Linked DNA regions of Mus musculus: regions 1 and 3 are each linked to region 2. The links are chromatin contacts, called in public ChIA-PET and HiChIP or PLAC-seq maps. All regions are on one chromosome and are shown on one strand. Each heading gives the region's core, a stretch centred on a gene start, on an enhancer-like site or on the middle of the called end of the contact. The rest is flanking DNA. Distances are from core to core; before and after follow the strand shown.

Region 1 (3,029 bases), core at 252-2,751, 65 kb after region 2:
ATGGGTAACATACATTTGTTTTCTTTGAAAAGCATTGTTGAGATTGAATTAAGGTATATCAAATTCACTCACTGGAGGTATATAGTTCAATCATGCAGGGTAGAGTTAGAGACTTTACACAAGTTTGTAGGCATTAGCAGTCACACTCCATTTCCTGGCCACCAGCAGATACTCACCTACTTTATTGCAGTGGGCTTTCCCACCTGAAGTTGCTTTATCAGCATAGTCAGCATGACTTGGGTTTTTTGTAACTTACTTTTTTCACATAGCACAATCTTATCAGGGTTCATACATTGACCATGTTGTAGTGCATACCTGATTCTTTTTTCTTCTTTTCAAGCCAAGATTTCATGGTGTAGACTAGACTAGACTGGCCTCAACAGAGATCACCTACTTCTATATTAAAAAGGCATGTGCCGCTGTGACCATCCCTGATCTCTCTCTTTGTTGAGTCATATTTCATCTTGGATGGCTGTATCATTTTCTGTATATTGATGAATCAGACTTCATTTGAGTGGTTTTCATTTTAGAGCTATCATGAAAAATGACTTATTTTAAATACTCATGTACTAGGGGGTGTTGTTGTTTTTGTCTTGAGACAGGATTTCTCTGTGTAGCCCAGGTTGTTCTGGAACTCATTCTGTAGACCAGGCTGTCCTCAAATTCGGAGATCTGCCTGCCTCTGCCTCCTGAGTGCTGGGATTAAAGGAATGTGCTACCACCACCCAGCTTCATCTACTAGTTTTTTTTTTTTCCATTTTTTATTAGGTATTTAGCTCATTTACATTTCCAATGCTATACCAAAAGTCCCCCATACCCACCCACCCCCACTCCCCTACCCACCCACTCCCCCTTTTTGGCCCTGGCGTTCCCCTGTACTGGGGCATACAAAGTTTGCGTGTCCAATGGGCCTCTCTTTCCAGTGATGGCCGATTAGGCCATCTTTTGATACATATGCAGCTAGAGTCAAGAGCTCCGGGGTACTGGTTAGTTCATAATGTTGTTCCACCTATAGGGTTGTCTACTAGTTTTTTGTTTGTTTGTTTGTTTGTCTGTTGATTTGAAGACTTCTTTCATTTCTCTTAGGAAAACAAAAACTCTGTACATACTTGGGGCTCACGTTTCTAAACTGTTTTCTCGAGTAGCTGTGTTGTGCCAGTTCACAAGCCCCAAAAGACCACAAAGGAGCTGATACTGATGCAGTCTAACTAGGGTCTCTTTTATTCAAGCTTGGCTCACTCACCACCAACCCTGACACAGCAGGATGGTCGAGTGCAGCCCCGAGCCCTCAGTGGGACAAGGTTTTATAGGAAATGGTGAGCTAAGAGGGGATTTTAGCCCGGCAAGCATCTAGTTGAATGACTGCTGTAAGACTACTGTAATGACTACTGTGGGTGCTCTGAAGCAAAACCACAAACAATCACAAAAGGTCTGAAAGGACATCTCAGACAATCAGAGTAATCTTGATTGGCTGTTGCTAGGAAGTAGCTAGGGGGTAACTCTGGGGTATGGGGCAAGGACAAGCCATGGGGTTCTTCCTGGTACTTGGGTGCAGCTTGGGTTCAGCTGCAGGTCAAGTTCTCAGGCTCTTCTTTTTTTTTTTTTAAAGATAGAGGCCAGTCCCAAGATTGAGTAGGTTTGTCCTCTAAGCTGTGTGTCATCTACCAGCCACATAAGGCTCTGTTGCCCCCAACAATCACCAATGTCTTTGCTATGTCCGTGTGTGAGAAGTGGTCACCAGTGCTTCTGATTGCTGTTTGTCTTCGTAGTGATGATGTCACACGTCTCTGTAGTGCTTTTGAGCCATCTGTAAACATTCTGTGGAAAAATGTCCATGTTTATCTTTTGGTCTTCTTTTAATTGACTTGTTGATCTTTTTAGTAGTTTTTTTTTTAAAGATTTATTTAGTTATTTATTTTATGTATATGGGTACACTGTAACTGAACAGATGGTTGTGAGCCTTCATGTGGTTGTTGGGGATTGAATTTTTAGGACCTCTGCTTGCTCTGGTTGGACCCACTTGCTCCAGACACACCAGAAGAGGGTGTCAGATCTCATTATGGGTGGTTGTGAACCACCATGTGGTTGCTGGGATTTGAACTCAGGATCTTCAGAAGAGCAGTCAGTGCTCTTACCCACTGAGCCATCTTGCCAGCCCTAGTAGTTTTTTATATATTTGGATACCTAGATCATTTAATTTGCAAATATCTCAGAGATGGAATATTTTATTGTTGAGGTCTATGGTGGTGGTGGGGGAGGGGGAGGGGGAGGGAGGGAGGTTACTGCTCTTGCCAGGTACTTGGGCAAAGTACTTTATCACTGAGGTATATCCACAGCCCTATTATGACCTTTCTTTTATTTTTGAAATATGGTTTCTCATATACCCCTCATTGTCTTGGAACTTGCTAGAGCAAGCTGACCTCAAACTTCCAGAAATTTGTTTGCTTGTCTCCTGAGTGCTGGGATTAAAGTCATACACTACAGTGAAAGGAATTTTGGTAAAGACGTAATTGAAGTCGGGTGTAATGGTGCACACCTTTAATCTTAGCACTTGGAGGCAGAGGCAGCTGGGTTTCTGTGAGTTTGGGGCCCATTTGGACTACATAGTGAGTTCTAAGACAGCTGGAGCTACATACATAATGAGACGCTGTATGTGCTGGGGCTGCGAGGTGGGGGTGGGGACAGATAGACAGGACCAGATGACAACAACAAAAACCTGACTTGAATCATTTATTTCCAAAATGTAAATTTTGTTGGTTCAGCTTGCTTATACCAGTCTAAAACTTAATGGCTTAAAGGTATAACCCTTTGGTTCTCCTAAGTCAGTGGGAAGCTTCACTCATGATTGCATGTCCCTCTAACCTACATGACTCTTACAGTGTCACTAGTGGCATAACTTAGACCTTATTATGTCACTGTGTTTGTGTTTCTGGAGGGAAGAGATGGAAGCTTTTAGTCTTCAGAAGTCCTAGAACATTCTTTGGATACCAGAAGTTTAAGGCCAGTGCAGGAGGTTCAGAGAGAAACTG
Region 2 (2,913 bases), core at 37-2,536:
TTCCTGCCCGGAACTGGAGCTCCCAGCGCTGACATCGGGTGGAGGCGCCCTCTGCTGGTCTCTAGAGCACCTTCACCCAGGTGCACATACAGACCACTTGTTTCTAACAGCCTTCGCTGTCACGGAACTCTTTGGTGATCAGCCTGGCCTCAAACTCACAGAACTCTACCTCCAGAGTGCTGGGATTAAAGGCAGGGACCACCACACCTGGCTTCACTCTTTTTTTTTAAACGACAAAACATTAAGGAGACTACGGTGACTGCAGATCTAAGATATTCCTCTACACATTCCTTTAGCTTCTGCTTATAACTTCATGCCCCTCTCACACATATAAACTAGGTTCCCTACCATTGTTTGCTACTACAAACAGCTGTGCACTGAAACAAATTTTAGAGGAATCTTCAAGGAATCATTTACTGGAAAGGCATCCTCAACCTTCTGTGGGGGCTCCCATTCCGTATCTGTCCTCAACGCATCTGAACCACAACGTAAGGTGTGCAACAAAAGGAAAAACAGCAGCTTGGGAAGAGCAGAAGAGGGAGCGGGTCCTTATTACCACGGGGGTGGGAGGGAGCATCCAAGAGGTGTTGACGTGCTCTATGGCTTCTTTCCCAGAGCACGGACGAGGAGCATCTCGGAGATCAGGCCTTACCCTAGGAAGCAGCCGCGGGCAGAAGGTGGCCCCGTTGCGCCCGGACAGGTCCGTTCGTTCGGCCTGTACAGGATCTAAACTAGTACAATCCGGGGATTTTGCACTGACAGCGCTTGCTCTCCGGCTTCTCTCAACAACCGCAGCCGCGGCTGATGAGCTTGAGGTCACGCCGGGAGAGGCAGCCAGGCCCGCCCGCTGCCTGTTGCAATCCCTGCTCGAATAGCTTCGAGGGACGGGGACAGGCCAGAGGCCACACTCGGACCCACGGCTGGCGACAGAACCTGACCAACCGGGCTGCGAGGGCCACGGTCCGCTTCAGCCACGCGCAGGCCTCGGCGGGCCCGCGCCACAGCGCCAGGCCCGCGCCGGACGCCCGGGGGTCGCCCGGCCAAGCCCCCGCCACGTCAGGCAGTCGCCCGTGCCCGCCCCAGGCGCCCGCGGTACTTGGCCCAGATCTCCGCGCCCTCCGCCATCCCCGCTCCCTCTCCCATCCCCGCGTGCAGCACAAGCTCGGCGAAGAAGGCCTGCCGGGCCCGCACGGTACATGCCTCGCAGCTGACCTGGTGCTGCCGCAAGCTGAGGCCGCTCTCGCAGCAGGCGGGAGGCGGGAGGCTGGAGGTGGGGGCGGAGCCTCTCCGTCACGTGGGATGCCGCGCAGGCGCAAGGGGACTCTAGGGGGGGTCGCTGTTGGGCGGGGCGGGAAGAGGCTGAAGGGTCAGACCCCGGCTGCTCTTCCGAAGGATCCGCTGTCCGGAAGCTCCACCCTCGAGGTGCCTATTGAAGGTGCAAACCTAGGCCCTCCTTCTTTCCCTTTCTCCTGGCCTCATTCTAACCCTCACTCATTCTCTCACTCATAGCTTCTTCACTGGCTTGTCTCTTCACACCCTTTCACTCACCATCTCCCTCATCGACTCCTTCCTTCCCTCACTTTCCCGTTTCCTCCCCCAGTCATTTCTTCGTTTCTCCTGCATTACTTCCTTCCCTCTTCATCGTGCGTCTATTACTTCACTCATCGTCTCACTTGTCCCCTCCTTCTTGCTTCTTCCTTGCTTCCTCTCTAGGTCGCTCCCACCCTCTCTATCTCTTTCTGTTTTCCTTTCCCTCACAGCCCTATTTATTGTCTGAGGTCTTCCTTCTGCCTCTTATTTCCTCCTTGTCGCTCCCTGGTTTCTTCTGTCATTGTACTTTAGACTTTGGAAGGCTCCTCGTCCGGTGCTTGCTGTGGAGAGTGAAAACAAGCAAAGGCTTTATGTACGGACAAGTGTTGATTTTCCTCTTTTCTGAGACTCCAGAGTAAATCTGGTTCCCAGTCCCAAAACTCACCTGCCCCTAGCTGTCCTGGGGACACCCACTTTTCTCTGCTTCACCTCGAGGAGGACCACACTCTGAGGGGCGCATACCTATAGCAGAATCCAAGAGTGGAGCTGTAGGGCCTTCTTACAGATAGATGGGGGGAAATTGTAGTTTCAATATGGTGGAGAATGTAAGAGAAAAGATGTCGCCAAGGAAGCCTCCTCATGAAAAGGGGGAGAAAAAAAGGAAGAAGAAAATGAATAAAAGAAAGGCTGTTTTAGGGGAACCCTAATTGCTGCCCGGAGGCCTAGCTATAGATCCAGATGAAAAGACCCAGCCTCTAGAAAAGGAGGCACCCAATGCACGTGAACTTCTACCTGTCAGGGCTCCCTGGACCAAATGACTCCACCTGTGTTGCTGGAGACTTTTAGACCATGATAAAAGTATTCTAGCAAGAGATACCATCAGCAAATATATGAGATCCAACAAAAAGTAGAAGACAACACTCCCTTGTCACTTCTGACTATCGGAAAACACAACTGAAACAGGTCACCCACTAGAAAGTTCTAGAGATACAGAATAGCAGAATAGGAAGAAATCTCAAAGTCTATGCCCCAAACCTAGTTTATATAGTATGAAGCTCTTCCCATTCTAAAGACCTAAGCCCACTTTGGTCTCTGGATTTGAAAGGAAGATTCGTTTTCTCCTTGTATAACAGTTTTCCCCAAGATTGGAGCATTCTATTCTTCAGAAAAACTCCTTAAGCAGGAAGGTTAAAAAATTCAAAATAGTTTCAGGAAGTCCTTGAAACTGACCAAATACACTTGGTCCCTCCCTGTCAGAGAAATAATAAAAGCTGAGACAGGTGAAACTGAGCTGCACAAAAGACTCTCAGAGGAGAAAAGCTGCACAGTAGACTCAGACCAGACCAGCTGCCTTGACAAACCAGAAAGCAGCTGGGCTGCCTG
Region 3 (2,713 bases), core at 17-2,516, 110 kb before region 2:
GGGTTCTTATTTGGGAGAATTTGGAGAAATTCTTTTAGCATTTCTTTTACTAATATCTTAGAAAACAACTCACATGATCACATGATAAAATGTTTTGTGCCAATGACAGAGAATGGTGTTAGGTATAAGTATCAACATATACGTCAGTAGACAAGAGTAAGTTGACAGAAAACTGCAAACAGTTGTGGGTCATTCTGTGCTTTAGCGGATGAGGTGCGCTGAAGAAAGCACAGGCGCGCTGCACGAGACTTATGGCTCAGTGGCAGATGGCTCCTCCAGAGTTACTCTTGGTCCTTCCCTGATGGGTCCTTACCTGATGGGAAATCAGGAACAGACACGGGGAGGAGCAGGTGGTGTGAGTTGAGCTCATCAGGTGAACTTTTGTTCGTTATTATATTTCACTTATGCTTATAGCTTTCATTCTTTGGGATGCTGATGTAGATATTTGAGGAGACAAAGTTATGTTGCTCAGACCGGTTTCAAAAGTCTTATGAGACTTTTAGGCTCACAACATCCTCCTGCCTTAGGTCCAAGTGTTGGAACTATAGACATGTGCCCATAATTTTTAAAGAACTGCAATAGGAGTAGAGTGCGAGCTGACTTAACCTAACAGAGCAGCTGCAGCATGGACCTCCCGAGAAGAGCAATGAGAAATGCACTTTGCCCTGCAGGGTTCCTGAAAATTAAGAGGCGACAGGCCCTGGCAGGGAAACGAGTTAGGACTGGTGAGAGTCTCAGCACCACACCCTTCTTTGTCCACACTGCACAGCTGACTCCTCCCACCAAAACGTCATAGGTGTATTTTCTAGTCCTGTGCAATCCAGTGGTAATACCAAGTCCATAGCAGACAGGTAGGAGACAGGTACCTGAAAGGACTATTTGGGATGAAGATGTGAGGGAGCAATACAGTATGCAGCAATTAACGGCTACAGTGCACACCAAGAATTGAAAGCATTGGTGGCTGAGCCTGTAAAGTGGCTTCAAGCTGAGATTCATCTGGTCCTTTTTACTTGTTGAAGAGCTGATTGCATTCTCTTTCTATTAGAATTTGGAGCCACTTGGGCACACATAGGGAAGAATTAAGAAGGAATATCTCAGACAAGATCAGAAGAGTCTTATCTAGAGATAAACAGGTGTGTCATAGGAATAGCCATAATAGAATGCTCTCAGCTAAAAAGCTGTGCCTCATTCAAGTTCCCACAGTCTGGCTTACCTAGACTATCTTCCTCTTAACCATGAAAAACAATCACTACTTCGGGACTCTATGGATGATTAACAGACTTGACACAGCATTCTAAGCCAGGAGAGTCAGAACGTGATTACCTGAGGTAACTGCAGTGTGTGAAACAGTGGTTAAATTCAGGATATCCTGTTGTATAACAGGATACATAGAGCATTCAGGGACTTAGAAAAAAGCATAGCTTGCAGTAACCCTGCAGTGGAGATAACCAGTTATTGATATCTTAATTCAAGGAGTAAAAGAAAACTTTAAAAATACATTCTGGCAGGATAGTGGTGGCACACATCTTTAATCCCAGCGTTTGGGAGGCAGAGGCAGGTAGATCTCTGAGTTTGAGGCCAGGGCAGCCAGGGTTACACAGAGAAACTCTTGTCTCAAAAACAAAAAGCTATACATATATACATATGCATATATATTCTGACTTAACAAAATGGCAGTCTAGGAAATTCTAAGTCCTCACTCTGCCACAGAAACATTCCAAAGCAACGACAGGCTGGACAAAGAGACTGTCTACCTCTGAGAAAGACTTGGAAATGTACATCTCCCAAGATTAGGACGAGACTGTGCTGAGCTGCTGTGATGGTTACGTACCCAGGCTCTGCTCCTGGGAAGCTGAAGCAGGATTGTCAGTTCAGAGCTTTCCTGGACTACATAGCAAGACCTTGTCTCAAAAACAAACAAGCAGAAAGGACTAGAAGCACAACTGAGTTGGTAGACTTTGTTTGATCCCAGCATTGTATGAACTAGGTATGGTTATACATGCTTGGAGTCCCAACACTGGGAAGATAGACATAAGAGGATCAAAGGTTAAGGCTAGCCTTGGCTACATAGTTTAGACCAATCTGACCTGACTCTTAAGTTTTTCACTGGGATACATTTGTGTATACATGTTGAAACAAGGTCTCTATGTAGGGAGGGGGCAGATGGGCTATGTACACTAGGCTAACCCTGGACTCACAGAGATCCACCTGCCTCTGCCTCCTGAGTGCTGGAACTAAAGGTGTGCACAAGTGTGCCTAGCTCAATATTGTTTTTACTTATGTTTACTCCACATGGTTCCTAGTGTCCACCTCCAGCCTTGTGTGAAGTGTCCCTAGCTGGATAGGGCTCCCTGAGAAATTGCTGCCAGTTTCTCCTGATGATGTAAACTGGCAGATGGGAAGGTGCGATGCAGAGTTGAGTGCAGATATTTTGAAAATGAAAGGGCCTGCACACCTGCAGGGGTCTGGGGCCAAGCAGTAGTGGTGCACACCTTTAATCCCAGCACTCGGGAGGCAGAGGCAGGCGGATTTCTGAGTTCGAGGCCAGCCTGGTCTACAAAGTGAGTTCCAGGACAGCCAGGGATACACAGAGAAACCCTGTTTCGGAAAAAAAAAAAAAAAACAACAACAACAACAACAAATGTTATGGTTGGGATTACCACAACATGAGGAACTATGTTAAAGGGTCACATTAGGAAGTAGAGACCTGTTG

What was found. ChIA-PET counts read pairs in DNA pulled down with a chosen protein or histone mark. HiChIP or PLAC-seq counts read pairs in DNA pulled down with a chosen protein or histone mark.
Region 1: a contact with region 2 is called in an RNA polymerase II ChIA-PET map of memory CD8 T cells, with 14 read pairs. The contact joins the enhancer-like site here to the promoter of Klhl22 in region 2. A contact is called at or near these places in 1 of 39 promoter capture datasets (hippocampal neurons), 1 of 484 Hi-C or Micro-C datasets (cortical neurons), 2 of 115 datasets of contacts at active chromatin or transcription factors (embryonic stem cells and memory CD8 T cells) and 3 of 9 other capture datasets (adipose tissue, liver and pancreatic islet).
Region 3: a contact with region 2 is called in an H3K4me3 HiChIP or PLAC-seq map of intestinal villus epithelium, with 7 read pairs. The contact joins the enhancer-like site here to the promoter of Klhl22 in region 2. A contact is called at or near these places in 3 of 39 promoter capture datasets (the HPC-7 cell line, the SN4741 cell line and hippocampal neurons), 3 of 484 Hi-C or Micro-C datasets (embryonic stem cells and olfactory sensory neurons), 4 of 115 datasets of contacts at active chromatin or transcription factors (embryonic stem cells, intestinal villus epithelium and pancreatic cancer cells) and 4 of 9 other capture datasets (adipose tissue, embryonic stem cells, liver and 1 more).

The regions. Positions count from the first base shown.
Region 1 is chr16:17,693,398-17,696,426 of GRCm38.p6, reverse strand. The region is part of intron 2 of Med15 (mediator complex subunit 15); the gene reads left to right. Among named protein-coding and RNA genes, the nearest start is that of Med15, 28 kb to the left of the region's middle. Within about 2 kb of position 1,501, at least 14 of the 459 cell types and tissues checked have an H3K27ac peak or open chromatin away from gene starts, as enhancers often do. A contact at or near this core is called in memory CD8 T cells, where this site is marked.
Region 2 is chr16:17,757,994-17,760,906 of GRCm38.p6, reverse strand. It overlaps Klhl22 (kelch-like 22), which reads right to left and starts at 1,286. Exons shown (of 7, transcript NM_001359068.1): 1 at 1,213-1,286.
Region 3 is chr16:17,864,049-17,866,761 of GRCm38.p6, reverse strand. The region is part of intron 2 of Dgcr2 (DiGeorge syndrome critical region gene 2); the gene reads left to right. Among named protein-coding and RNA genes, the nearest start is that of Dgcr2, 26 kb to the left of the region's middle. Within about 2 kb of position 1,266, at least 20 of the 459 cell types and tissues checked have an H3K27ac peak or open chromatin away from gene starts, as enhancers often do. A contact at or near this core is called in intestinal villus epithelium, where this site is marked.